2 separate regions of the Sus scrofa genome follow, and region 1 is linked to region 2. The links are chromatin contacts, called in public Hi-C maps. All regions are on one chromosome and are shown on one strand. Each heading gives the region's core, a stretch centred on a gene start, on an enhancer-like site or on the middle of the called end of the contact. The rest is flanking DNA. Distances are from core to core; before and after follow the strand shown. Region 1 overlaps CDC123 (cell division cycle 123). Region 2 overlaps CAMK1D (calcium/calmodulin dependent protein kinase ID).

Evidence for each region. Hi-C and Micro-C count contacts between places; a contact is called where the count stands out from the background.
Region 1: a contact with region 2 is called in a Hi-C map of embryonic fibroblasts, with 2.7 times the contacts expected there. The contact joins two enhancer-like sites. A contact is called at or near these places in 11 of 47 Hi-C or Micro-C datasets (brain, embryonic fibroblasts, fetal heart ventricle and 5 more) and 1 of 2 datasets of contacts at active chromatin or transcription factors (skeletal muscle).

The regions. Positions count from the first base shown.
Region 1 is chr10:59,740,239-59,742,938 of Sscrofa11.1, reverse strand. All of the region lies in intron 6 of CDC123 (cell division cycle 123), which reads left to right. Among named protein-coding and RNA genes, the nearest start is that of NUDT5, 24 kb to the left of the region's middle. Within about 2 kb of position 1,263, at least 10 of the 83 cell types and tissues checked have an H3K27ac peak or open chromatin away from gene starts, as enhancers often do. A contact at or near this core is called in embryonic fibroblasts and skeletal muscle, where this site is marked.
Region 2 is chr10:59,311,193-59,313,892 of Sscrofa11.1, reverse strand. All of the region lies in intron 2 of CAMK1D (calcium/calmodulin dependent protein kinase ID), which reads left to right. Among named protein-coding and RNA genes, the nearest start is that of CAMK1D, 140 kb to the left of the region's middle. Within about 2 kb of position 1,267, at least 14 of the 83 cell types and tissues checked have an H3K27ac peak or open chromatin away from gene starts, as enhancers often do. A contact at or near this core is called in embryonic fibroblasts and skeletal muscle, where this site is marked.

The sequences.
Region 1 (2,700 bases), core at 14-2,513, 430 kb before region 2:
GTGGGGTGGCCAACAAAGAAAAGAGTACAGTTCTTTAAATTGGACAGGATCCTGTCAATGATGTAATCTGACTCTTCTGTCAGAAAATTGAGGCCTAGGAGTTCCCATCGTGGCTCAAGAGTTAACGAATCCGACTAGGAACCATAAGGTTGTGGGTTCGATCGCTGGCCTTGCTTGATGGGTTAACGATCCGGCCTTGCTGTGAGCTGTGGTGTAGGTTGCAGACACAGCTCTGATTGGATCCCTAGCCTGGGAACCTCCATGTACTGCGGATGCGGCCCTAGAAAAGACAAAAAAAAAAAAAGAGAGAGAGAGAGAGAAAATTGATGCCTAGATCTGTTCTGTAATTTGTTTCTATAAACTAGCTAATAGAACCAAAATCGGAATATAACTTCAATAATATTCTTCTAAACGTTCTCTGTATTTTCACTTAATAAAGTTGTAAATTCCTTTCCTAAATACTTCAAAGTAAAATATTATGGAATGAAATAAAGATAGGATATTATAGTATATAATAATATATATTATTATGTAACATTGTGAAAATTACATAAAATTATACTCTTGAGAGCTTGCTTCAATGCAAGAAAACAAGACGTTAGGATTACAGGTTAACAGAGGGCTAACTAAGAAGAATTTACACAGGTTTTTAAAAAGTACATTATTTAACAAGGAGTCTAGAGACAGGATATTTCTAGGGTTAATTCAGCATCTCATCGAGGGCACCAGGGACCAGGCTCTTTCAGTCTTTCCCTGTGTCATCCTTGGTTTATTGCCTTGGTATTTGAGTTCGTCACCTGACGGTTGTAAGGCGGCTACTGCTGTCACAAATATTGCGTGAAAGTGACAATAACTGCATCAAAAACAGAAGGGGTTCATTTGTTTCCACTCATTGTTCTCTGCATGTGAGCAAGCAGAGCTTTCTGGAAGCTCCCCAGGAGACTTGCAGAGAGGCTCAGGTCACACAGACAGGTTCTTAGCCTAATCTAGTAGTTGGCAGATGGAATAGAAATGCCATGATTGGCTTAGACCAGAGGCTCTCAAATTTAGCTTGCACCGGAATCATCTAGAGAATTTGGTAGAGCACAGATTGCCAGTCCCCACCCCCAGGGTTTCTGATTCGCTGGGCTGGGAGTCAGGCCCAAGAATATAATTTCTTACAAGTTCCCAGGTGATCCCGATGCTGGGGTGTAGGCTCACGCCTGGAGGACCGTGTGCTCAGAAGGACACATGCATCACATGCATTGCTGAGGCTCAGGGCCAGGTGTCCTCATGTGAGCAACCACCCTTCCGTTGGCAAGGGAGGAGGCTGGGACTAGCCAGAGGGGAGTCGGCCAGGACTGCCTGCTACTGCTGTCATCTGGCATGGGTAGTAAATACTCTTGTTTTTCCTGTTGTCAAATGGTTATTGCTTTAAAAAGTCGCAGTTGACATATGACACACTTAGCATAATCTGTCTGCATTAATACTTGCTGGAATGAATTATTTGCCTAGATAAGCATTCTTTGTGATTAGACTTACCGAATCAGCAGGCTGCTTTCACTAATTATGTTATCGATGAGGTGTCACTTCAGTAGCCCAGGACCAGAAAAAAAAACCAAAAACCTGGTATTCATTTGACATTTAGAAGGGCTGAGTGAGTGAAAAAATGAATCTGTTCCTTGTTTCTCTGAGAGGCTTATGACTAAGGAATAGAGTTACAAGAGGTCAGGAAAGTTCACGTGTCTTAGTAATCCAAGCTCAGCTATTAATATAATTTTTATACATTTTTTTATTACATTTTATACAGTTCTTATACATTTTTTAAGATTATCACAAAACTATTAATCCTAAAATTCAGCAGCAAACAGTTTGGGGAGTTAAATTTTGTACCTAAGTTGGACCTAACAGAACGTCTACCTTGTGATTTTTTTTTAAAGGCTTATTTGTTTATATATTTATTTTGTCTTTTTGCCATTTGTTGGGCTGCTCCCGTGGCATATGGAGGGTCCCAGGCTAGGGGTCTAATTGGAGCTGTAGCTTCCAGCCTACACCAGAGCCACAGCAATGCTGTATCCGAGCCGTGTCTGCGACCTACACCACAGCTCACGGCAACACCAGATCTTCAACCCACTGAGCAAGGCCAGGGATCGAACCCGCAACCTCATGGTTCCTAGTTGGATTTGTTAACCATGGAGTCATTTATTTAGATGATGATTTTCCCCCTTTAGATTGTTTTAATTTTATTGTATTTATTTTATTTTTTTAATTGAAGTATCGTTGATTTACAATGTTGTGTTAGATCATTATAATTTTGGATAGCACATTTTATCTCTTCTTGAAGAATTCTGCAGAAACTCAAATGAACACCCCCAGTCACCCTTGACTCAGTATCATTTCTTATCTTTCCTTTTCCGCCACCGGTGATAACGAAAGAAATGGATTCTGTACCCGAAATCTTATTTTGGATCCTGACGAGCAACATTTTTCTTTTTTATTTCTGCCCATGACTTAATTTTTTTTTCTTATATACTTAGGTACGGTGAGGTATGATGCCGTACCTTCCAACTTTTCAGGAAGGCTTGTGAGTGGGGATTGTGCCCTAGTAAATATCTGAACAAGGTGGCACTTTATTTTTTTATTTTTTTATTTTGTTGTTGTTGTTGTTGTTGTTGCTATTTCTTGGGCCGCTCCTGCGGCATATGGAGGTTCCCAGGCTAG
Region 2 (2,700 bases), core at 18-2,517:
GAAAAAAATGTAATGATAACAATACTTCTCTCACATGTTATTGTGAGCATTCAGTGAGATACTGTGTAAGTGCTCAAAGCAGTATCTATTTCTCTTTCCAAGAAATACTGTGTGTTATCATTTGTAACTAACTGACCCATAGACACTCAAATTCTTTAGTTTTCCCACTCAGAACCCAGGGTATATATATGTCTGCAAATGGGCGGGTCCAGACAGGATGACGCTGGTTTATAAATAGCAATGTTATACCACCTCCACCAGAATATGCTGGACACTCTGTTGACACCTTTCCGCAGTTGGGCCGTAGCCCCTCCGTTCAGCCCATTCATGTTTACAGAGTGCCTGCCTGTTACGGACTAGAAACTACACTAGCTGTGAAAGAGACCAGATGAAAAATGAAGAGCTTGCATTGCAACTAAATTAAAAACCATTGACCTGCAAAAGAAAAAAAGACAAAGGAAAGAAAAATAAGGAGCTTGCAGGTTAGTGGGGACAGAGACGCAAAGCAGTACTTGTGAGAGCTCTTGGTTTTTGTTAGCGCTCTGGATGATGACCGGGAGCTGGGGACACAGGCTTCTTTAGGACTTGGATCCTGCAAGCTGTGGTCTGGCGGCTGGACTCCTATGTGGCCAGCAGGCTCTGACTAACCCACCACCGGCTGCCCAGAACACTCTCCAACCTCAGCCAGTGCAAATGCAGTGCCTGGGCAGTCAGGACCCGGGCAGAGGGAGATTTTGTGAAGAGTGATGCTCTATTCCACGACAGCAAATCACAGTCACACAGCGTCCCCCCTGGTACAATGAAGAGAGCCAGAAGGACGGAGCTCCCTCGGGGATGGGTCCACCCAGGTGTCCCCGGAGGCATCTGTCAGCACACCCGGCACACAGAAAGTTACACAAACCCCTGTTGTGTTTGACTGGCATTTGGTCCATCGTAGTCGAAATTTCCATCAACTTGTTGAGACCGTAACAGGGATTTTTGTTGTATGTGTTGCTTGTCTGATTCATCCTGAAATCAGACTCCATTTCCCACATGAACCTGTTGGATAGAACTCAGTCACGAAAACCTGTTCTCTTTTTTATTCTCTGCCTCTTTGTATTCACTTCAGCTTAATAAAATCTAATGGCCCTGTGATTCCAGGAACAGTTGGTTTCTGGCTAGAAGCAAAAGAGAAAACTGCCTGTTTTGGTTACATAAGGTGATGTGGCAAGTACTTGGTTCTGAGGAAACAGCATCTATTTATAGTGGAGCACCCAGAGCGCCCTGGAGCCAAAGCGCCACCTGCAGGGAGGAGGGAGAAAAACACAGTGAAAAACCTCCAAGCCCTCCTTTACAAAGGATGGAAAAGTAAAAGGAGAGGTGGTCCCCACAAGATGAAGAACTCAGCAGGGTCGCTTGTGGATCAGTATGCAGGAGGAAGCACCCTTGCAAGAATTCTGACAATGTCCCTTCATTCCTGCCTTTTGGAGTTCTCAGAACTCCAAAAGTTTATATTTTCATTTATCTTCTTTTTTCTTTTTCAGGATGCGGAGACCCTAAAACTATCCTCCAGAACACTCGCTGCTTAATGCTACTGCTGGCTGATCTTTTAATTAAAAGTGATGCCATGCAAAGCATTCTTTGCTTTGATAAGACAAAGTGAATGTCCCTGCAAACTTTGTCCATATGAGGCAGGGGAGGACATGTCCAGGCAAGGTGTGGAGTCACAGCCCCCCTGCTGTGGAGGGTGCCTCCCAGCCCCAGCTGATCAAAAAAGCAGTGACAACTCCTGGAAGCTGTGTGGCGAGCAGGCAGAGCTGATTGAACCTAGGGCAAAGCCAATACCAGGCTTCTGTCCTTTTCAAGTTAATTTTTCTAAGTAGCATAAGATGCAGATTCAATTTTTTTATGTGAATATCCACTGATCCCAGCACTGCTTACTGAAGAGACTATCCTTTCTCCATTGAGGGTTATTGGCTTCCTTGGCAAACAGTAGTTTTCCTAATTTCCTAATTTGATTGTTTTGCAGATATTGAACCATCCTTGCATCCCACAGACACACCCCTCTTGATCATGGTGTGTGATCCTCTTAATGCACTGCTGAATTTGGTTTGCTAGTATTTTATGGAGAATTTTTATATCTATGTTCATCAGGTCTGTTGGCCTCAAGTTTTCTTTTCTAGTAGTGTCCTTTTCTGAATTTGGTACCAGGATAGTGCTGGCCTTGTAAAATGAGTTTGGGGGTGTTCCCTCCTCTTTGATTCTTTGCAATAGTTTGAGAAGAATTAGTGTCAATTTTTCTTCACATGTTTGTTAAAATTCATCAGAGAAGCTCTCTGGTCCCAAGCTTTTCCTCATTGGAATATTCTTGATTCCTAATACAATCTCCTCACTAGTAACTGGTCTATTCAGATTTTATGTATCTGGCAGATTCAGTCTTGGTAAGCTCTATGTTTTTAAGAATTTTTCCATTACTTCTTTCTTTTCTGTTTGTGTGTTATCTATATATATATATATTATATATGAAGATGAATATTAGTTGAATCTGTTGTGGTAATCATTTCACAATACATGTAAATCAAAAACCATCATGCTTTACACCTTAAATTGATACAGTAATGTATGTCAGTTATTTCTCAATAAAACTGGGGAGGGGGGGAGTGTATACTTCCTATAAAGGTGACACATTTTTCTTACACAGATCTGACTTGAAGCATTCTG